7 separate regions of the Mus musculus genome follow, and all the other regions are linked to region 5. The links are chromatin contacts, called in public promoter capture Hi-C maps. All regions are on one chromosome and are shown on one strand. Each heading gives the region's core, a stretch centred on a gene start, on an enhancer-like site or on the middle of the called end of the contact. The rest is flanking DNA. Distances are from core to core; before and after follow the strand shown. Region 1 overlaps Adam9 (a disintegrin and metallopeptidase domain 9 (meltrin gamma)). Region 2 holds the start of Atp7b (ATPase, Cu++ transporting, beta polypeptide). Region 3 holds the start of Htra4 (HtrA serine peptidase 4). Region 4 holds the start of Plekha2 (pleckstrin homology domain-containing, family A (phosphoinositide binding specific) member 2). Region 5 holds the start of Gins4 (GINS complex subunit 4 (Sld5 homolog)). Region 6 holds the start of Adam9 (a disintegrin and metallopeptidase domain 9 (meltrin gamma)). Region 7 holds the start of Tacc1 (transforming, acidic coiled-coil containing protein 1).

Region 1 (2,979 bases), core at 114-2,613, 1.8 Mb after region 5:
CCGAAAGGCACATTAGTTACACTAACATCTTATGTAGCTATCTTATAAGGACTAAGTGCCTTTACCCTTAATTTGGGGCAAGAAATTAACTAACTAAAATGCAAAAGTCAGTATCACTCCACAACTGAAAAACTCCTGAGCACAATGACATTTCTCCCACCTGTAAGACACCCAAAACACCGTATTAGAAAGTCATGGATAGGAATTCCCTACCCTACCAGACATGAAGATACACATCAGGCCCGGAGAGGAAACAGGATGGCACTGACATCTGGGCCAACAAGCAAGTCTGTCAACAGACCCAAGGACATATAGGGCTTTACCAACTAGCACGTAAGAGCACACTGGGCAAAGACACATTTTTAAAAATAGGTCCTGCTATTCGCTGAACAGACACGTGGAAAAGAGTACAATTCTATCATATAAGAACAAATTCCAGATGTATCAAAAATCAAAATGGGAAAACTGAAAGGATATGAATGTTCAAGAAAATGTGAATAAGTGTCTCGCTAACCTAGGTGGATGGATAGAGAGAAGACCTCCCTGCCTATCGCCCAAAACCTAAACGCACCATGCATGGCAGTAGAGCACTGTGATCCCTCAAGAGGCCGAGGCCGGAGGAGCTAGAGTTCCATCCAGGACTCTAAACATAAACATAAGGCCCTCAAACACACACACACACACACACACACACACACACACACACAACAAAAGAAAGACAAAGGCCAGAAAGAAATATTTGTAAATTACATTAACAAAGAGTTACTATCCTTACATATAAATATCTCTTAAATCAGCCATTCTCAGCCTGTGGGTCACCACCCCTTTGGGGCTCAAACAACCCTTTACTGGGGTCCTCCATCAGACATCCTGCATATCAGATATTTACATTACGATTCATACCAACAGCAAATTTACAATTATGAAGCAACAATGAAATAACTTCATGGTTGGAAAAGGGGTTCACCACAACATGAGGATCTGTATTAAAGGGTTGCAGCATTAGGAAGGCTGAGAGTCACTGTCTTAAATACTGAGTAGAAAATCCAACAAAGGACAGAAGGTCTACAAACGGCCTCACATGTATGGAGAGAAAGAATCCTTGAATCTACACCGATACACACAAGCGAACATGATCACATGACAACCCTCACAGTACCAGCAGATCTGAAGCAAATGTTAAACCCTGGAACTACATACAAAAACCTGAGAGTGGAGATTTACACAACTCTAAATTTCAAGGTAAAAATAGGACCTTTTTCAGTAGTGACTTTCCAGAGGAAAAACCCAGAAGCCAAAGCCTAACCCAGTTACTGACCCCTGTTAACAATTACGCAGCAGGACTCTGGGTGGAATATGTCACCCATACGACACACTGAATAGGAGCAGAGCTGGCCAGTCCTAACAGGTGACCCTGCAATCTACCCAGTCGATGACATTTGCTTAACAACTTGACTTAATAAAGCATTTCCACAGCATTCAATTTAGCCCTGCTGCAGTTACCTTATCTATGTGGCCAGGTCTGCCAAGAAAGACCCAATACCTTCACTTTTACTAACATTTCATTACCCAGAGAAGATGCATGGGATGAAAACCTGCAGTCTGTCAACACATTTAGGCAGACTTCTGTCGTTCCATACCCTGCTCTCTATTCAGTCCACAGAGGAACTGTAACAAACCACCGTCTGTCCTAAGGCCAAGTGGACTTTGTCCCAGGTCGCAGCGTGTCCTCCAAGCCTGTATGATTCTCCTACACGTTAGTTAGGAGATGCCATGTTGCCATGTTGCTCCCCAATGTGAGTCTTGAAAGCATGTTAGGCTAGCTGTGTAGGCTAGCTGTGGCCACACTGATTTTCTAACAGTCTGCCGTCCTTCTCCTTTTGTGTGTTAATAAATCTGCATCTGTTTAATAATCTGTCAGATCATTCCAGCAAACGTCCAGAGAACGGAGAGAAATTCTCCCGTCCCCAGCATTACTTCTCAAAAACACTACAAGTCATGTTTGTGTTTACAAAAGTGGCAGTCAGACTACAAGGCTACCGTAATGAAATGCCTGGTGTGTGCCGTGTCGAAGCACACAACTGGAAACGCGCAAGCACAGCAAAGCAAACCGACCACAGACCATGCCACACTACCCAGGGCCCAGGGAGCCTTGGGCAATCTGTTGTCAGAGGAGTTAGAGCATCCATGCATAAGAGCTAGCTGTGAGCTTTTCTAGGGAGTCCCAAGCCAATTCTTATTATTATTATTAAAAAATGGCCTTGTGAGAATCAGAAAACAGCTTTATGAATTGTTTCAATCTTAGGAAGTAGAATCCTAGAGGAAAACATTTAAAGTTTATGAATGTATATGCTAATTAACAACATACTGCAGGCAGTGGTATGGTATTATAAGGGACAATCTAGCTACATGCAAAGAAATGGGAGCATCAAAGTTTTCCTTTGTATTCCAAACCTACAGACACTCTTTCATTTACCTGAACAATGTTCAATAACCAAGAAATAACTGAAATACCTCATATTCATACCTGATGTTTTTAAACATCTACCAAAATACTACCATTCTATAAAAGTCAAATTATTGGAGTTTCTACACAGTTGAAATCTATTTTTGCAATTTTAAGCAGATAGTACCTCAGTAATGAATAATAGTTATATTTATTTATAAATTGCCAGACTGTCTCTTGTAAACACTCAAGCATTAATTTATTAAAGTTTCTTAGAAACTCCGAGAAGTTATAACTGCTAATTCCAGGTTAGAGAGAAGATGTCGATGCCGAAGTACAAACAGGTTGATACAACTTCACCAGACAATGAACCAGAGCCAGAATTCAAGCCTAACAGTGTCTGTATGGAGAGAAGAAGACTCTAAGAAGGAACAATAACGCTCAACATCAACTGTGGTCTGTGGCTTCTCACATAGACATCTCTGGATGGTTGAAAGAATAGATTCTCTTCTATCTGGTATATACTACAATGT
Region 2 (2,808 bases), core at 263-2,762, 1.2 Mb before region 5:
TTAACCGACTGCTTCCACAGAGGAGCAGGTCTTCAATTTCACCTGATTAGATAAAGACTTTACTCTTTCAGGGGGACACTGACAAAGATAGGGGGCATCTCCTTCTCTGCTCTGGCCACCCCTACCCGGTGTGGGCTGTCTTCACACCTACTCAGCCACCTCTCTCCCTGCCTGTCCATTAACCTACACCCCTCTCATTCCTACACACCAGAGTCTACATGAATTTCACTAACAAGGGACGCTGGATAAAACTGCTGGATTAATTAGTTTCAGAGACCTGAACAAAAGGAGCAAGCTCCAATCCAGCAATCCAGACCTAAAGAAATACGCCCAGTATTAAATTCGATGTCAATAACCAAGTGTAAGGCCAGTTGAATGGCTCGATGAGTGGATGCACACAATCTTGAAGCCCTAGGACCTGTTTGCTGAAAGGAGGGAAAACCAACTCCTGGACGTCTTCTGCTGACCTCTCACGCCTAGATTCTCTCCCCCTCCATTCTTCCCCATATACACATAAAACAAATAAATAAATGCTTTAAAAAAAAAAAAGACTCAAGTACAAGTAGGGCAAGATGGCTCAGTGGGTAAAGGCACTAGCTTTTAAACCCGACGACCCGACACACTGACACACATGGTGGGAAAAGCAGCACTAAGTCCAGCAAGATGCCCCTAACCTCCATCACACACACACACACACACACACACACACACAACAATTCAAGTGCAAAGATCACGTCAACTGGGAAAGAAAGGAAGCAATCGCCATGACCACCCAAGAGGGAACCACCAACAGACTATGGGGAACACCTATGACACTCTGGGAAACAATCTACAAAGTATAACTAATTGGAAAAAAAAAGTTCCGAGAACATAAAACGTGATTTCAATTAAGCTAGACAAAATATTTTAAAACAATGCACAAATCTTCAAGAATTCATCATATGCCTGCGACCTATACAAGTTTCAGTAAGTATTTGTTGATTGAAAACGCACATGAAGAAAAGAAAAACAGACCTGCTTTTCATGTTAAATATTCTACGCTGTTTGCATCTCTAAGAGGCTGCATTAATTAACCCCCTGTATTATTAAATGAATGCCTTCAAGGTACAGGACTTGGATGTAGACCTTTTGAGGAGCATTAGCCAGGCATTAGCGAGGTATTAGCACTCCCAGGAGCAACTAGAGTTTTTATACAGCAAGCCCACGCTCAAGAGCTCTTTAATAAGGACCGGGGAAAGTTCTGGGCTCGAAATCGTTGTACACCAGAGGGCTAGTGGCACCCTTGATCTAGAGGGTTTTCCTCCCGGGTTCTCAGGGGTACGTGTCCACAGTCACGAGCCCTGGAGGAACCGAGGAGAAAAGCGCTTTGAGCAGGTGCGTACACGCTGCGGTCAGGCAAAGGAAACTTACTTTCCGACTGGCCTCTTTGGCTGTGACCTGTCTCTCCTGTTCAGGCATCGTCCCCACAGACGCCAAGTTCTTCCTGGGATCCATCCCCGAGCCCAAAGGTCACCTGGTTGGGGGGAGGGAAGGGCGACTTTACAAGCCAGGGAGAGGAGGCGCGAAGAAGCGCATCCGTGGTTCCTGGGGAACACAGGGCTCAGATCTCCCAGCCCCGGCGCTGCGGACTACGGACAGCGAGGTCCGCGGTGCGCTGCAGATAGGGTGCAGCGAGGACCACAGTCTCAGGACGCCCGCTCCAGCGCAGCCCCCTCTCCACCCCGCGCCCCGCTACTGCGGCCGCTGGGGACTCGCCGACACCTCTGAAAGAGCGGACTCTGTACTGGAAGATTAGCTCGTCGCCCGCCCGGACCTCCCATTGGGTCCCAACCGGCTGGCAGCGCCGCGGTGGGGGCAGGGCTGGGCGCCCTCAAGGGGGCTTCCAGACGGGAGGGGGGGGAGCGAAGTGGGCGGGGCGAGTGGGGTGGGAGGGGCGAGAGAGCCGGCTGTCCATCACAAGCCACGCCCCACCACCGCCACCGCAGCGGCGTGGCCCAAGTGGGATGGGCCCGTGTGCGCCCCGCCTGTGGGAAGCGGCTATTAGGCAACCTGCAGGAAGGCGTGTAAGCGGGGGGCGTGGCTAACGGCACACGCTTCCTCAGGAGCCAATAGGATAGAAGAACAGGCAAGCGCTTCCGGGCTGTGAGAGGGGAGGGTGGGATAAGATGGCGGCGGACACTGGGAGCTGGTGCGTGTACGCCGTGCTGCGGTGAGGATCTGGTGGCCTGAGCTCACGAGGGCGTGGAGGGTTTGGAGGCAGTCCAGATAAAGTCTGTAGAAGCGCTTTCTTCGTGCCTCGGTTTACCTCGGTTGTTTCGCATGCCGATCAGCTGTTTTCCTTAACTGGCTACCTGCTGCTTCGTAAACCAGTTGGTTGACTCTCTGCTACTTGACCATCTGTTGATTTCTTCTTTCCTGGTTGATGTTTAAAGTTGTAAATATATTGGTTTTGCCTTTGAGATACATATCGTTTCTTATGTAAGAATTACATAAAGTTGGTAGAAATAAACAGGAATGTTAACCACCCGGTGGTCACTACTATTGTAATAGTTCCATATTTCAAAAGTTGTTTCTGCCCTATGAAAGCCTACCTAAGTTCATATGTGTTTTTGTTCAGGTTGAACATTTATAGCTAGCGAAATAGCGTTCTGAAGAGCAGTGGATACATGCATTCTTGCCAGAGTTTGTATTACATCTTCCTTTCTGAGCTGTCTGCTTCAAGGTCTGTAGTGATTGCTAAAAATATGAATAGGCTAGTTTGTTCTAGCACATTCTTGGCCTTTTCCCGATAAATGGAATGCTGCCAGC
Region 3 (2,826 bases), core at 73-2,572, 1.8 Mb after region 5:
ACTACTAGCTCCTACAGTCAGCCTTTAGTTTTGCTGTGGGATACCGGGGAGAAAGAAACACCAGTCACCAATACGCACTGCTGTAGCTTCAATTTAGAAGCCAGAATCCTTGCGCTTGGCTCTTTGCTCTTTAGCGAAATAACTCTTAGCAAGTCAGGTCTCCTGCAGGCTTTGCGGAATTCTACTGCCCACCTACACCCCAGCCAACTCTTTGAATCTGTGTTTCCTCACAGCGGTTTTAATGGTCAGAAATCTGGCAACCAGCAGGTGAGGTAGTTGATCCTAGATGGGACCTTTACCTGCGGAACAGCTGCAAGTGGACCACAGACGGCGCCACCTTCTCCACCACTGCGGCGATGAAGTTGTACTTTCTCCGGAGCCGCCCTGCTCTTGTGGTCCCTGTGAATAAACGGTCCACGGTGAGTGCGTCCCTGGATGCAGGTGTCGCATCTCAAAATTCCCCAGCATCTCCCCGTCCCTCTTTCTCTGAAGGTTCTCCAGACCAGGAGATGAAAGGACCCTCCCTGTCCTACCAGAGGGAAGAAAAGGAGAAAGGGAAGCCCAGTGGCAGCCAGTAAAGAGACCAAAATTAACCAGGCAAGAACACCAGGAACAACCACAACAGGTTGAATCCCTAGAGATGGCGAAGGAAGGCCCACTGAATTCGCGAGCGAGCGAAGTTAGAGCACTCACTTCATCTCCCTCTGAAAAGTAAGAGAAGTGTCAGGAGATTCGCCCGCGCCCCGCTCACCTGCTTCCTCGCAGGCACCCTTCTGCACTGGCACAGCCGGGAGCGCGCCCCGCTGGCGAGCGGCTCGGTTCTCCTTGCGGAGCGCACATAGGCTGGGGTAGGTGCGCCCATCGCTGCCGCACACTACCGCATCCTCAGCACCCTCCGCGCAGCCGCAGGTGCCCAGCCACGCGCCCCCCGAGGGATCCCGGGAGAACGGGGCGCCGCAGCGCAGCCTTGGGGCGCACGGCCGGCCCCGCGCCCCGCCACACTCCTGGCCCTCGGCCGCGGCGCACACTCGGCAGCAGCCGCAGCGATCGGGAACCGGCGCCAAGCCGGCCGAGCAGGTAGGCAGAGTCGGGCAGCGCGTGGGATCGCAGGCATCGGGACAGGGCAGCGAGACTCTGGACCTCCTGGCCTCGGCCCACGGAACAGGCACGGCTGGTAGCAGCAACCACAGCAGGAGAAACTGTGTTCGCACAGCCCACAACCGCTGGAAGCTCATCTTGCTCCCTGACCTCGTCGATTCGACTGTTTTTCCTGGCCTGGATGCTGCCTCAGCCAGCCTTCGGACTTTATAAAGGTCAGAGTCTGGCTCACTTCTACACACACACACCCATATATCACCCACCACCCATGCCATCCCAGGACAAGGGCCACCCACCCCAAAGCCATGAAGGGAGGGGTCCACTCAAAAACCAGTCTTGGGGCAAGGGAGAAACGTGACCACCCACCCACGGCCACGAGATCTGACCAGGAAAACACACAACCAGATTTCCTATTTCACATGTTTTTATTACAAAACAAGCAACCAACCAGTTTTTAGAAAATGACGTTTTGCTACATACCAATTAGGAGCTCACACAACGTAAGAAGCTGGAGTTTCCATGCACTAAGCTCAGTGCTTGCAGGAGGTGTTTCACGGCTCAAACACTGGCTCAAACGGGGCATGCCACACCTTCATAAACAGAGGGCCCAGCAGTCACACTGTGTGTTTTTGCCAAATATTCACTTGATTCAACGCCTACCTGGTATAAGTGACTATAATTGACTCAGGCAGGCAATAACACAGAGAGAGAACGAGGGACTGAGGAAAACAGATTTTGGGGGGTGGGGGTGGGGGAGGAGGTTAAACAGGCGACATGGGAAGCCTAATTTCAAAAACACTGCCGTCTGCTACCAGATAGCTGTTTATTTGGTTGACACTGAAAACAAGTATCAAGTCTACCGCTCAATTACCAGTCCACTGCTTACTCAGAGGGTCATATAAGTCCTGTGTAGAAAGGGGAAAACCAAACCAAACCAGTTTGCTTCCAGTAAACTAGGACGATGGACCTTAAATCTTCCCGGAGGGGCAGCCTTCTACTTGGAAGTAGAGCTGTCACTCCGCCACTTTGACCAGAGGTGCCACTTTAGTTTGCGGTCTCCCATATCCTCGGTGTGGTTCGGAGAATGAAAAACACACGCTTCTTTTTTTTTTTTTTCCCCTGATTATCACCTGACCCGAGTAAGCAAGTCCACCAAAGCATTGAAGAGTAATGGATAGGACATACTTCAGCTACAGAGAACAATACCTTCGAAGCTTTATAGAAGGACCCAACCCCAGAGACTGCTTTTATTCCACACAGGAAATGCAGTATCTTTTATAATCCAGAAATCCCTTCGGATTTATCCACAATCTATGCTTAACCACAAACCCACACGCCATCACACCTTGAAAACTAAAGGTTTATGCACCATCTTTGGCTCACATTAAAATACTGTCCTAGGCTGGATATGGTGGCATAGACTTGTAATCCAAGCACTCAGGAGGCTGAGGCAGGAGGATTATCAGTTCAAAGCCAGCCTGGACTCCGTAGCAAGACTCTAGCAAAAAACAAATTTAAAGGGTGTGTGTATGTGTGTAAATACAGACAGAAGGGGAATTCTGAAACAAGAATTGAGACTTTAAATGTTTTGAGGCTTCACAAAGATAATTATATTTTCTGGGCACCGCTATTAACAATGTTCTAACTTGCAAGTCTCATGTATGGGCTGGTTAGGATCACTGAAACTGTACTTTTCCTTTGTTTGCATAATATACACCGCATTGTGTT
Region 4 (2,700 bases), core at 69-2,568, 1.9 Mb after region 5:
CACTAAGGGTACCAGTAATCTGTAAAAAGACATCTGCAGATACAGCCAAAGGACTCATCAGTCTAAAGACAATAGCTAGAGAAACGTTGCCTGACACAACCTGAGGCCCCACCTTTCTTCTGTTTCTTCTCAGTGATAGCTTTCATTCATTTGCTCAACAAACTCTACTCTTCTTAGAACCCTGCCTCAGGCAGCACCCAGGGAAAGCTAAACTCTGCCAAGGCCACTGATTATGCTTCAGAAATCCTCCTCTGGCTTCTCCAAACACCAGGGACTCCAGTTTGATGCTCTGCACAGCCAGGGTCCTTCACTAGTCTGACAACTCCCTAAAGACCCGGTGAGCTGCTGGCCCACTGCTAACTCAGTACGTTCTTATTACCAAGTTATTATCATTATTATTAACAAGTCACTAGATGCAACCAAGTTGAAGATAAAACTTCTACCCTTCCTGTGTCTTCTGCTTAGCTGTTGCTGGAAGCGTTATACTCCTCCTGGAGGGGGGTGGGGGGGTGGAGGAGTGGGAGGCAACAAAGAAAGAGTGGGGGATGGGGGACAGCTAATCAAAGACATTAAGAACACTAGCACAATTTTGGAACTTCAGCCTCTACTGCAAACCAAAATGCTCCCAGGAGCCGCAACTGGTTCGTTCTCCCCTGCTCCTCCTCTAGTGTTTATGCGCCTCTGAAAAACTCTTAATTGAGTCCAATCAGGGACAGAAGGAGTACAAACGGAAGATGTTCACGAAGGAAGGAAGCCTTAAAGGTGAAAGACTCGGGGCAGGGCTGCCCAGGGCAGAAGGTGTACAAGGGTGCCCTGGTCATGCCCTGATACTTTTTTTCCCTTCCCACACGACCTGGCCCCATCTCTCCTTTCTTCTTTTCTTTTCCTTTTAAATTTTAAGTCTCCATGGCTGAGCAGAACAGGGAAGCGCGGACGTTAAAGGGGACAGCCTTTTGAGGCTTCCCCTCGAAAGGGTTACCTAACCTGGAACCGACCTACGTTTTCCACCAAGTCACCTCCATTGCCAGGAATCCCAGAAGCCCATGGCGGGAGCAGACGAAAGGAGGAGTCTCCCCAGGGTAGCATTCTAGGCCCGCGCCAAGTTAAAAAGGAGTGAGAAGGAGAAGGAAGAGGCTCCAACACCCAACTCGTGCCTGAGGGACTTGCCTGGGACGTTCTCTGCGCTCCTCCCCTACCCGCTGCCCGGGCAGTCCTTGAGGGGCTACCACCCCTGTGCTTGAACCTCGGAGAAGTTTCGCCGCTGCAAACGTGAGAATCTGCAGCTCCACAGGACACCGCCCCCACACGCCCCACCCCACAGCCCGACCCCTGGCGGTGGCGACCTTGGTCACCCAGGAGGCGCCAGTGCACTGGAGGAGGGGCTGCATTTGGGGCTTTCCTGGGAGCTAGGGGAGGTGGCCCATTGGGCCACCTCCGGTCGCCGTCCACCACCCGGACTGGCGCCACCAAGCAAACCCAGCCGCCCTGCTCCCCTCTCTGCCCTCCGCGCCCGGACCCTTGCGCCTCTCTGCCCGACTCACCGCGCTCTGCGCAGCAAGGGTCGCATCGGGTCCCAGAGCTCTGCGCCTCGGGGCTTCGCTTCCCGCCTGTCCTGCGGCACACTTCTCCCTTATCCTCAGCTGTCCTCCAAGGCCGTCTCTCGACTCTTTTTTTCCGGGTTAATTTCGTTTCACATTAAAGCAAAACCCAGCCCCGGATGTGAGTACAATGCTCCTCGGGCCTCCAGGGGGGAGGAGAGGGGTGCGGAGACCTCGAGGGGACAGCAGCGGGGGATGGCGGGGGGGAGGAGGTTGGTGGGATGTAACCCGGCTGCAGCAGGTGTCCGCGATGGGGTGCTCGACCGTCACGTCCCGAGCCTACTTCTGCGCACTGTGCAGCCGGCCCAAACCGCGGCTGCCCGGAGGGCGAGGGGGCGTTGGGAGTTTAGGGGTGGAGAGAGGAACGCATCGCCCCCTGCGGTCTAAAGTGCACCCCCCGGAGCTAAGAGGGTCGCCAACGCCCTGACCCAGCTTGCCTGGCCCTTCTTGGAGCACGGAGAGAAGTGGGAAAGAGAAGCTGGATTCGATAGGTTCAGCCTAGGGTGACCAGACAGAACTCCAGCGCCCTCGCCCTTCAGTCACACAGCAACCCGTAGGTATCAATCCGGTGCTGGGGCCGATGAGGAAACCGAGACTCCAAGACATTAGGTAACTTGTTCTGGGTCCCCAGTCAGTAGAGGGCAGGTCTGTCCGGTCTAACGCAGGCCTCCCTCGTGGAGACATTGACATTTAAATATAAGTAACGCCAGGCAGACAAAGTGGACTCAATTTTACGGTAAAATTGTCAGCCCAGGGACCGAGCACCGAGAGATGCGGCTTTGGGGGCTGGGGGCGGGGAGGAGGATGCTGATGTCAGCCGTGTGGGTCCAAGGTACTCGGAGTGTGTAGTGAAAAAGTCGCCCCCGGAAGCTCTGCAGGACTAGGCCTGGCTTCGCGGGTGGGAAGTACGGTGCGAGGCAAAGGCAGCCTGGCAGCCTGGGGGCTGAGGGCTGCAGCCAGGTGAGCCGGCAGGAAGGCGGGACGCCCGGCAGCACACGCCCCGAAAGCTCCCCTGATGAAACCGCAGGCGCTTCCTCTTCTATTTTGATAGCCAAAGCGAAAATGAGCCGCCCAGTTCGCTCAGGTGTGAAAAAAAGACGTT
Region 5 (2,955 bases), core at 80-2,579:
CAAACAAAAAGCAAAAACAAAACCTAAAAAACCCCAAGCATGTTCAGAATTCCTAAACTACCCGAGGTTCATGAGAAGATATTATTGAAGGAGGAGGAGGAGGAGGAGGAGGAGGAAAAGAAGGAGGAGGGGAAGAAGAAGAAGAAGAAGAAGAAGAAGGAGAAGGAGAAGGAGAAGGAGAAAGAAGGAGAAGGAGAAGAAGAAGAAGAAGACGACGACGACAACAACAACTATGCAAGAAATAATCACTGCTATTATGACCAAAAGGGATGGCAATTTCTTGTTAGAGCAGATATCTTCCAATGGGGGAGGAAACAGAGGAAGAGACTACTATAGAGAAATGGCATGCTTCTCTACAGATCACACACATCTTTACGTCCTCAAAATAGCACAGCAGAGCATTGCTTTGTGAAACATTCTACTACATGTGTCCAAAGCCTACTTTTACTAGCCATCCTTGAAGACTGACAAGATGAGACTCCTAAAGAAGGCCCTGCTTTCTGGCTTCCTATTTTTATGCAGATGTTACAAACACTGCTCTTTGGAAACAAATCTTCTGTTTCCTTATTTTCTGAGCCGTGGTACTGCACACCTGGAGTAAGTTAAGAGCTAAGAACACGGGACATATTTGGGGTGCTTACCTGCTCCAGCTTTTCAATGAGCTCTGCAGGAGTTAGGACCATCTCCTCACTACCCCCATCAGAGTCCTGTCCGTGGAGATCCAGAACCTCCGTCATCGTTTCTCAACCGGGAACCTACACCTGAAAAATAAACCAACACCCTGAAAAGCTTCTCCCACTTACTTGCAAGAAAAGGCATTTAGGGACAAGTTTATTGGGGCTGAAGGGGGTGCACTGGCCAGGGATGGCGAAATCAGAGACTGATTTTTCAGTGTTGGGTTTAGTCCCTTGGTCGGTTTCTCTCCTAATCTTTCCCGCTGCATGGGCCTGGACCTGGGCAGATACCACACTAAACCGCAATGCTCCTTGTCGTCGCCAGGAGCAGCGTTTTGCCTCAGTGGCCCAGGAGCCCATTCGGTTCAAATGAGAAAAGTGCATCGTGTCAAGTGCTCGGCACATCGCGTCCTCAGCTGCAACTGACCCGGGGTCGCTTGGACACTCCAGCGCTCACCTCGCAGTTGGCACTCAAAGCGGCTACACGGCTCAGGGATCCCTCTTCCCTTCTCTCCTAGCCGGCACGCTCGGGGGACACCACGGACTGAGGCTCCCCGAGCGGTGGGCGCCGGAGATCGCGCGGAAAGCCCGCGGCCCACAGACCCGACCAGCAGCGGTACAGCTCCCGCGCTCCTTTCCCCAAACACAGCGTCGACAGGAAAACGTCTCCGCGCTGCGGGAGCACTAACCAATCAGGCCCAGGGGAAAGCGGACACACGCCCCTTGGCCCCGCCTACCCCGGGGCGGGCTCTTGCCGAGCTATAGAACATACTTCCGGAAGGCGGGGAAGGAGGCCGGGAGTGAAGTGCCGGGTGGCACCGTCTCGGGACGGCCACGTGGGGGCGTTCGGCTCACAGTAAGGAAACCAGGCAGCGCCGTCTTGTGGCGAATCGGTACAGGGCCCAGTTCCTTCCTTCCTTTAACATTTACTGTGTGTGGGTTGGTTCCATTGCCAAACCTGTTCACAGATTCATATATGTGTGTTGAAACTACATTTAAGAGACTCACTCCATTGTCCTTCCTTTACATTTTTTTTTTGCGCAGAGTTGTTCTCTAATGTTATTTGAGTTGTTCTTTTTGGTGATGAAAGAATGCCTACTGACTTTCTAGGATTCTACCTTTTTAGTGAGTGTGAATGCAATATACGCATGTGGTACATGCTCAGGTCACGATCGCATAGCAAGTGCTGTTACCCACTGAGCCCCCTTAAGATTATTTTTATAGATATATTTCCTTATTTTCATGTATGTTAGTATGTGTGCTTGCACATGAGTGTGGTGCCAGCTGAGGACAGAAGAATGCACTGGATCCTGATGGAGCTCATAACATGTGGTTATGAGCTGTTCCACATGGGTACCGACAACCAAACTCCAGTCCTCTGGTTTAGAGCAAGTGCTCTAAACCAATGAGCTATCTATCTCTCCAGCCCCTAGCCCCTTATATTTTTTAAGTGCCAAACTTCCTAATTAGCTTCAGAGATGGAATCAGATTGCAAATTTTTATAGTTTTATATACCTATAAATTATGCATCCTGACATATTACTACTTGAAAGAGTAAGAAATAACAGAGGATTGAGCCGGGTGTGGTGGCACAGGCCTCTAAGCCCAGCACTTGGGAGGCAGAGGCAGGTGGATTTCTGAGTTTGAGGCCAGCCTGGTCTACAGAGTGAGTTCCAGGACAGCCAAGGCTACACAGAGAAACCCTATCTCGAAAAACAAAAACAAAACCACAACAACAACAAAAAGAAATAACAGGACTAATAGAAAGTTATGGAAATTTGAATTTGTGGTAGCCTAAAGATTCTTGGTATTATACCTATTTTTTAAATTAAAATGATTTGTATAGATGGGAGCGGGGGAATGTGGTGCAGTGGTACAGTACAATCTTAGCATTTAACCTGGGTCCAGTCCCCAGCAACTAAGTAAAACAAAATCTCTTTCTACAGTTTATCACTGACGTACAAAAAATTTTCATTATTTATTTTTATTTGATACAGGGCCTCATCATGTAACTCTGACGAACCTGGAACTTGTTATGTAGAGCAGATTAGCCTCAAACTCATAAAGATCCACCCACCTCTGCCTCCTGGTGGCGTAAACATTTTAATATTCATCTGCTAACAGGATGCTTATATTTTGTTCCACATATCATTAGATTGATATTTTATTATCAAATAAGCATGGAACAGATAAAATAAATTACATCTGTAGAGTAGCCCAGAGTGATAAGAAATTAGCTTAGTGAGGTTGGTTATGAAGTTGTATTTTCTGAGACAAGAAC
Region 6 (2,984 bases), core at 317-2,816, 1.8 Mb after region 5:
TGAAATTCTCTCACCCTTTTAGCTCAGTTCAAAAATCACACTTTCAAAAAAGGAAAAAAAAAAACCACACACACACACACACACACACACAACACCAAAAAACAAAAAACAAAAACAAACAAACAAAAAAAAAAAAACCCTTCAGCATCTCTCCTATATCTTAGTCCACATGGTCACCCTTTAGATCCTCCAAAAGCATCAGGAATGGGTTTCCTTCCTGATGAAGGCTGGATAGATTTCCAAAGCGAATACTCATGCCTATGTGAGCAGCTGGCCCATTGCAGCAGCAACTGAAGAACACAAGGATATTCCATTCATTTTTATGCCCATGTGTAACAACAAACATATACATGTACTAAAAATATAATCTGGTTTTTGCTGGCAAACACAAGAAGTTAGAGATTATTAAAATTTCAGTTCCTTTCATAGCGATATTGTTAACTAGAACAGCACGTTTCATCAGACACGTCCTGGAAGCATCCCATTGAAAATTTGTCAGTATTTATAAACTCCAGGAGGACGCTAACTTAATTAAAAAGGAGAAAGCCAAAGACAAGAAGCTGTAATTAGTTTCGTGAAGGTCAGCGGTCCTGAACTCAAATCTACACTCATCACCTTTGAAGGCAACAATTTTGTAAAGCCTTCTATTGTCCATAGTGTTCCCGGAGCTCAAAGAGATAACTAAGCCATGCAAACACTAATTTAATACAAAGGATGAAATAAATAACTTATTTCCAGGAAAAAAAGAACCTAGTGTGTTCCCATTCAGTTTCATCATCCACAATATAAATATCTTACATATTTACGGGAAGTTTCACAATTCAGATGTGCTGGCGAACAGTAATTTAATTCTTTCCGATAATCCCCTGGGTTAAACAGAGCAGAGATTCTTTGTCCAGATTTAGATAGATTGAACTACAGGCTCTAGAAACGTAGCGTTTCGTTGATTTTATTATTTTAAGTATCCTTACTAACAAAAAAAAAAAAAAAAAAAAAAAAAAAAACGGCCCAAGGAAAACCCGCCCTCTTCTCCATCGGGATCCCTGTGGACCTACTGCTGAGTCGTCCAAGACGGCGAACGTCAAACCCCAAATCCTGATAGACTGAAGCAAAAGTTCCATCTCCCAGCCCAGAGCTGGTGACAGCCACTCCACCCGCAAAGCACTCGCTGCAGCCCGGGAGTAGCGAGCGCACCGCCACAGTGCAGCCGGCCGCCGGCCACCGGGCTCCGGGTCAGCGCTGACAGGGGAGCCGGAGCCCAGGGTCCGCCTCGCAGCCCTCACCACCCAGCACTCACTCCCCACAGCACGGTTCCCGTCCGGCACCCACCTGGTCGCCCGGCCTCGAGGACTGGGCCCAGCAAGCCACACGCCAGCAGCCACCTTAGTCGCAGAGAGGCAAGGGGCGAGAGCGCGCGCGGCCCCATAGCGAGGGCTTCGGCAGGTTCCGCTCAACGCGCGGCCGCCGCCTCCGCCCCTTCGGTCATCCTTGCAACCCCGCGGGGGCCCCCGGGCTGGCGGGGCGCTCGCCCTCGGCGAGCACGCGCGCGGCACTGACGCAGCAACCCCCCCCCCCCCAAAAACCCCGCCCCTTTCCCGATCCCGCGGCCAGAGGCTGACGTAGGGAAAATACAGTCTGGCCAACCCACCGGCGGCCGCCGCCGCCGCCGCTCCAGTTCGCGCCCGGCTGTTCCGCCCCTCCGCCCGCTCAGCGGAGACTAGAGAAGGTAGGAGGGGCTGGAGGGCGGGGCTAAGGGAAGCTCCACCCTCCCTCCGCTCCGTGCAGCAGTGAAGGGTCTACTGGAGGGCGGAGCGAAGCCAGGCCACACCTTTCCCCTGGCCGTTTCTGATTGGCCGTAGTGGCAGGCGGAGCGTCGAGCTGCGCACGGGTTGGCTGTGGAACGGAGGGTTGCGTACCCGACGTAGAGAGAGGCCTGACAGCGCCGGGCTCCGGTGGGCCGTGGCGGCCTGGCTTTGTTTTTAGGCCAGGTCTCTAGGACCGGCCCCCGGGAAGATGGTGCTGGGCGGCTGCCCTGTGAGTTACCTATTGCTGTGCGGCCAGGCGGCCCTGCTATTGGGGAACCTGCTGCTGCTGCACTGTGTTTCTCGGAGCCACTCGTTTAATGCTACGGCCGAACTGGATCTCACACCCTCGGGCGCCGCTCACCTCGAGGGTCCCGCGGCCTCAAGCTGGGAATACAGCGACCCCAACTCGCCAGTCATCCTTTGCTCTTACCTGTAAGCTGCCGGGACGTGGCGGGCGGACCTAGAGGGGGATCGGGCCAGGGATAGCTGTTGGTTGTGGGAGCGGAAGGCTGCTTCCACCTCGGGGAGGTGATTCCGGGACTGGTGCCTCTCAATTGCCCTGCCACAGAAAGCAATTAAACTGTGTGTTAGTGGTAGATACTGGGAAGGAGTAATGTAGGCTACAGAACCCTTCCACTTCCTGCACCCTTTCTGCTGCCTTGGTTACAGGATGAGTTCAAGGCCAACCAGCCAGCCTGGGTAACTTGTCTCAAATTTAAAAAAAAAAGAAAGAAAGAAAATTCAAGGGCTGGAAATGTAGCTCAAAGGTAGATAGCACCTCTAGCGTATCCAGTTCCCAGTACAGAAGGAGGAACAGATATTAAAAGAGGAACGAAAATAGCATTGCGTGCGGACACAGAAGCAATCGGCAAAAGGCACTGATGAAAAATCTTACTGATTTGCAGACCCGACGAGTTCGTAGACTGTGATGCCCCAGTGGATCACGTTGGAAATGCAACTGCCTCCCAGGAGCTTGGTTATGGTTGTCTCAAGGTGAGGATTTTGTTCTTTGTACAGGCACCTTCGTGGGAAGCATGGCCGGGTGCTGTTAAAGAATTACAGAAGGGCATACAGACAGACTTGATTTTTTTTTTTTTTTTTTACAACTTCATCCGTATAACTGTCGCTGGAAACATGACAAAGGTTTTAACGGCTGAAGAGCACATTTGCTTTCCTCAG
Region 7 (2,808 bases), core at 293-2,792, 2.0 Mb after region 5:
TCAGGGCACGCACACATCCTTTTTAAATTTTTCTTTTTCTTTTTCTTTTTTAAGTTAAAACCAAAAAGGTAGAAAACTCAAGTTTTGTTACCTTGGGGTTTGGCCTCGGGTTCTGCCAATCCCGGTGATGAATCACAAGACTCCTTGAGAGGCGATCTGATTGGAGTTTCAGCTTCAGGAGTCTCAAAATTACCTTCAGAATCCGAGCTGCCGAGGGGGAAAAACGAGGCATTACCACAGTCAACGGTATTTCCAACTGCCTTTAAAACGTACTCAGCCACCAAAGTGCAAGTACAGCGCCTCTAACTTTACAACCAACCAATCCTCAACCCAGCCTGAGAACGGCTGCAGCATTTTCAGCGATGCCCAGCATCCTAGCTCCCCGAAATCTCTTTCGTCCTCTGAAGCTTCTCACCAGGACCTTTTTTTTTTTTTTTTTTTTTTTTTTTTTTTTTTTTTTGTCATCGCTGCCTTTCACACGCACAGACACACACACAAAAAGACTTCCCAATCAACCCTTTCCAGGGGCGTAAAAATTAATATCGCCCCACCCCCCAAACTAAGCCAATTCTAGCTATACTGTTCTTCTCCGTAGGCCTCTACCTGTCTGGAAGTCACTGGAAGCTGAAAATGCCGTCACCTGCCTTCCACAATCACACGTGTGACAGCTCAGCAGAGACCACCATTTCTCACCAGCTGCCAGGGACCTGTCATCACGCGATCCTCTTTTACCAAGGCTGCATTTTAGGACACTGCGGGGCCAAGAAGGGCGGTGGAGCGACTTCTTGCCCACAAGGGGAAAACGCTACAAATCGCACCTGGCCTTATCAACTGCCACTACCCGGTGCCGCTGCGTCGGAGCCGGGGTGTCGACGCTTCGAGAAAGCGACCCAGGCAAACCGGGATGCGCAGACTGCGGATTCGGGGCTGGGTTCAGAAAGCTTACAGCGAAGACAGAGGACGAAAAGCACACGGGCAGACAGAACATCCCGAACTTTCGGGTACACAGCGGGGACCCGGCTGCGGGCAGCAGAGCCGGGAACACGGTTGCGCGCACACAGCATTGACCGCGGTGGGAGGATGGCGCCCGCCTGCATCTCGGCTGGGATGCGGTGTACTTGCCTGAAACTCAGGGATTTGGTCTCGGCTTGCGAGTCCTCTTCCTCCTCGGGGTCGCCCTCGGGACCTCCGGCTTCGTCCTCTCCGGCGCCCGAACCGCGCACCGCGGACCACGTCCACTTGGCCCACTGCACGGGCGACAGGATCTGCCAGGGACTGAACGCCATGAGCGCGGCTGCCGCCCCTGCGGTGGGGGAACGGCGGCCTCTTCCTTCAAAATGGAGGGGCCTTGACAGGCGCCGGCAACGTCGCCGGCGACCCGCGGATGTGGCTCAACGAGCGCCGTCGGGCCGGGCGCAGCGCTTCCTCCCACGGCCCCGCAGCGCCGCTCGCCCCCGCTCCTCCGGGCCGCCGCGCCGAAGCTCGCCCCCGCGCGTGCCCGCTCGCCCGCCCGCTTCTTCCCCCGCCAGCCCTGCTCCGCGTCGCTGGGCTCTGGGGTCCGCTCCCGCCTGGAGCAGCCTCGGCCGCCGCGGAGCCGCGCCCCTGGAGCCGCCCCCTCGGACCGAACTACTGGCGCGGCGCGCGGGGGCGGCCGCTTGGAAGCGCGCTCCCCCCGCCGCGCTGGTCGCGCCCGGCCTTGGGCAGGGGCTGCTCGACCGCGCTCGCCCTCCCCGCGGGATCCGCGCCTGCCGCGCGCCGCGCGCCGCCGCCGTCCATTTCCGAGCGTGTGCGCGCCGCGGCGCTGTTCCTCTTCCCCTTTTATCTGTGTTTCCTGCCGCTAGGACTTAATGGCGTGGCTGAAGCTGCGCTGTACAGAAGTTAAGCCCCTTATTTAAAAACAAAACAACTCAGAACCTCTGTAGAGTGTTGTACCCGATCCTTGACACTGGTCAGCGCCATCCTTGTTACGCCCAGGATTTGGAAGGCTCCCAGGTTACAGAAGAATTGAAGTTGTCTTGCCCTCACCAAGCCACACTCATGAGGGCTCCGGAGTGCCCTGACCTGGGATAGATGCAAAATTGCCCCCTGATAAGACGGCCTGAGCCGTTTCCTGTTGTTCTTTCTTTTCATAACTTTAGGCTTTTTTCAGATAATTCCTGGGTCCTTGGTTTCTGATGTCCTTTGCTTCTTCAGTACAGAGCCATCAAGATCTGGTGACAGTCTTCAGAATAAGGCTTTTACCTCTGAAGGTGAAGAGAAGAATTTTCCCCCCTTTATCTTTGAAGGATTCCACTAAGAGACTGCCCCAGGTCCTCTCTCCCAGTGAATTCATTTCCTCCAAAGCCAAGTTTGAGACCATTAGCTCATCAGTGTGTTTTCCATAATACTGACATTTCTCAGTCTCAGAGAATCTGTGAGGTGGCTACAATTCCCACAGAGAGTGTGCCTCCAAAATTCAGAACAAAGTCAGGCGAAGATTTTCAGGATGCTCATGAGCTTACCCTGAAAGAAGCTGGCACCACGTCGTGTACTGCAGATGAATCACAAATGTCTTATACACTTCATAACAAAGACAAGCAAACATGTAAGATAAGGCTTGGCAGGTATCCTACCATAATAAAAAAAAAAAAAAGGCAGGAGTATACTTTAGAGCCCATTACTGCTTCTTGCCTGAGATAAACACGACTGTCAAAAGTGTTGAAAGACTTTTTTTTTAAAAATGTGAGCGGAAGTCATTTTGTTTTAGGTCTACAAGAACTATGCCAAGACTATCCAACTGTCGTTGTCTTGGGTTTATGATCAAGCAAA

What was found. Promoter capture Hi-C pulls out the DNA fragments that hold promoters and counts their contacts.
Region 1: a promoter capture Hi-C map of liver shows a contact between it and region 5, with 5 times the contacts expected there. The contact joins the enhancer-like site here to the promoter of Gins4 in region 5. A contact is called at or near these places in 7 of 39 promoter capture datasets (the C10 cell line, embryonic stem cells, frontonasal cranial neural crest and 3 more) and 2 of 115 datasets of contacts at active chromatin or transcription factors (embryonic brain and large pre-B cells).
Region 2: a promoter capture Hi-C map of pre-B cells shows a contact between it and region 5, with 9 times the contacts expected there. The contact joins the promoter of Atp7b here to the promoter of Gins4 in region 5. A contact is called at or near these places in 5 of 39 promoter capture datasets (hematopoietic stem and progenitor cells, liver, neutrophils and 1 more), 2 of 484 Hi-C or Micro-C datasets (CD4 T cells and centroblasts) and 1 of 9 other capture datasets (adipose tissue).
Region 3: a promoter capture Hi-C map of the SN4741 cell line shows a contact between it and region 5, with 7 times the contacts expected there. The contact joins the promoter of Htra4 here to the promoter of Gins4 in region 5. A contact is called at or near these places in 4 of 39 promoter capture datasets (the SN4741 cell line, cranial neural crest, embryonic stem cells and 1 more).
Region 4: a promoter capture Hi-C map of embryonic stem cells shows a contact between it and region 5, with 4 times the contacts expected there. The contact joins the promoter of Plekha2 here to the promoter of Gins4 in region 5. A contact is called at or near these places in 6 of 39 promoter capture datasets (cranial neural crest, embryonic stem cells, hippocampal neurons and 3 more) and 1 of 115 datasets of contacts at active chromatin or transcription factors (large pre-B cells).
Region 6: a promoter capture Hi-C map of embryonic stem cells shows a contact between it and region 5, with 4 times the contacts expected there. The contact joins the promoter of Adam9 here to the promoter of Gins4 in region 5. A contact is called at or near these places in 8 of 39 promoter capture datasets (the C10 cell line, embryonic stem cells, hippocampal neurons and 4 more) and 6 of 115 datasets of contacts at active chromatin or transcription factors (the NIH/3T3 cell line, astrocytes, embryonic brain and 3 more).
Region 7: a promoter capture Hi-C map of embryonic stem cells shows a contact between it and region 5, with 4 times the contacts expected there. The contact joins the promoter of Tacc1 here to the promoter of Gins4 in region 5. A contact is called at or near these places in 9 of 39 promoter capture datasets (the 3T3-L1 cell line, the C10 cell line, cranial neural crest and 6 more), 1 of 484 Hi-C or Micro-C datasets (B cells), 4 of 115 datasets of contacts at active chromatin or transcription factors (astrocytes, embryonic forebrain, embryonic stem cells and 1 more) and 1 of 9 other capture datasets (embryonic stem cells).

Annotation. Positions count from the first base shown.
Region 1 is chr8:24,998,173-25,001,151 of GRCm38.p6, forward strand. All of the region lies in intron 4 of Adam9 (a disintegrin and metallopeptidase domain 9 (meltrin gamma)), which reads right to left. Among named protein-coding and RNA genes, the nearest start is that of Adam9, 17 kb to the right of the region's middle. Within about 2 kb of position 1,364, at least 5 of the 459 cell types and tissues checked have an H3K27ac peak or open chromatin away from gene starts, as enhancers often do. A contact at or near this core is called in liver, where this site is marked.
Region 2 is chr8:22,058,562-22,061,369 of GRCm38.p6, forward strand. Atp7b (ATPase, Cu++ transporting, beta polypeptide) reads right to left here and starts at 1,513. Exons shown (of 21, transcript NM_007511.2): 1 at 1,411-1,513. The coding sequence starts at 1,494. Alg11 (asparagine-linked glycosylation 11 (alpha-1,2-mannosyltransferase)) reads left to right here and starts at 2,160. Exons shown (of 4, transcript NM_001243161.1): 1 at 2,160-2,209. The coding sequence starts at 2,166.
Region 3 is chr8:25,037,640-25,040,465 of GRCm38.p6, forward strand. It overlaps Htra4 (HtrA serine peptidase 4), which reads right to left and starts at 1,323. Exons shown (of 9, transcript NM_001081187.3): 1 at 752-1,323; 2 at 300-399. The coding sequence starts at 1,235. Plekha2 (pleckstrin homology domain-containing, family A (phosphoinositide binding specific) member 2) reads right to left here. Exons shown (of 12, transcript NM_031257.3): 12 at 1,505-2,826.
Region 4 is chr8:25,100,493-25,103,192 of GRCm38.p6, forward strand. Plekha2 (pleckstrin homology domain-containing, family A (phosphoinositide binding specific) member 2) reads right to left here and starts at 1,319. Exons shown (of 12, transcript NM_031257.3): 1 at 1,168-1,319. 5830408C22Rik (RIKEN cDNA 5830408C22 gene) reads left to right here and starts at 1,687. Exons shown (of 2, transcript NR_155282.1): 1 at 1,687-1,719.
Region 5 is chr8:23,236,339-23,239,293 of GRCm38.p6, forward strand. It overlaps Gins4 (GINS complex subunit 4 (Sld5 homolog)), which reads right to left and starts at 1,330. Exons shown (of 8, transcript NM_024240.6): 1 at 1,132-1,330; 2 at 642-761. The coding sequence starts at 737. Gm39141 (a long non-coding RNA gene) reads left to right here and starts at 1,442. Exons shown (of 3, transcript XR_870246.2): 1 at 1,442-1,530.
Region 6 is chr8:25,015,356-25,018,339 of GRCm38.p6, forward strand. It overlaps Adam9 (a disintegrin and metallopeptidase domain 9 (meltrin gamma)), which reads right to left and starts at 1,567. Exons shown (of 22, transcript NM_001270996.1): 1 at 1,330-1,567. The coding sequence starts at 1,426. It overlaps Tm2d2 (TM2 domain containing 2), which reads left to right and starts at 1,856. Exons shown (of 4, transcript NM_027194.3): 1 at 1,856-2,237; 2 at 2,711-2,798. The coding sequence starts at 2,014.
Region 7 is chr8:25,200,000-25,202,807 of GRCm38.p6, forward strand. Tacc1 (transforming, acidic coiled-coil containing protein 1) reads right to left here and starts at 1,543. Exons shown (of 13, transcript NM_177089.5): 1 at 1,123-1,543; 2 at 92-207. The coding sequence starts at 1,286.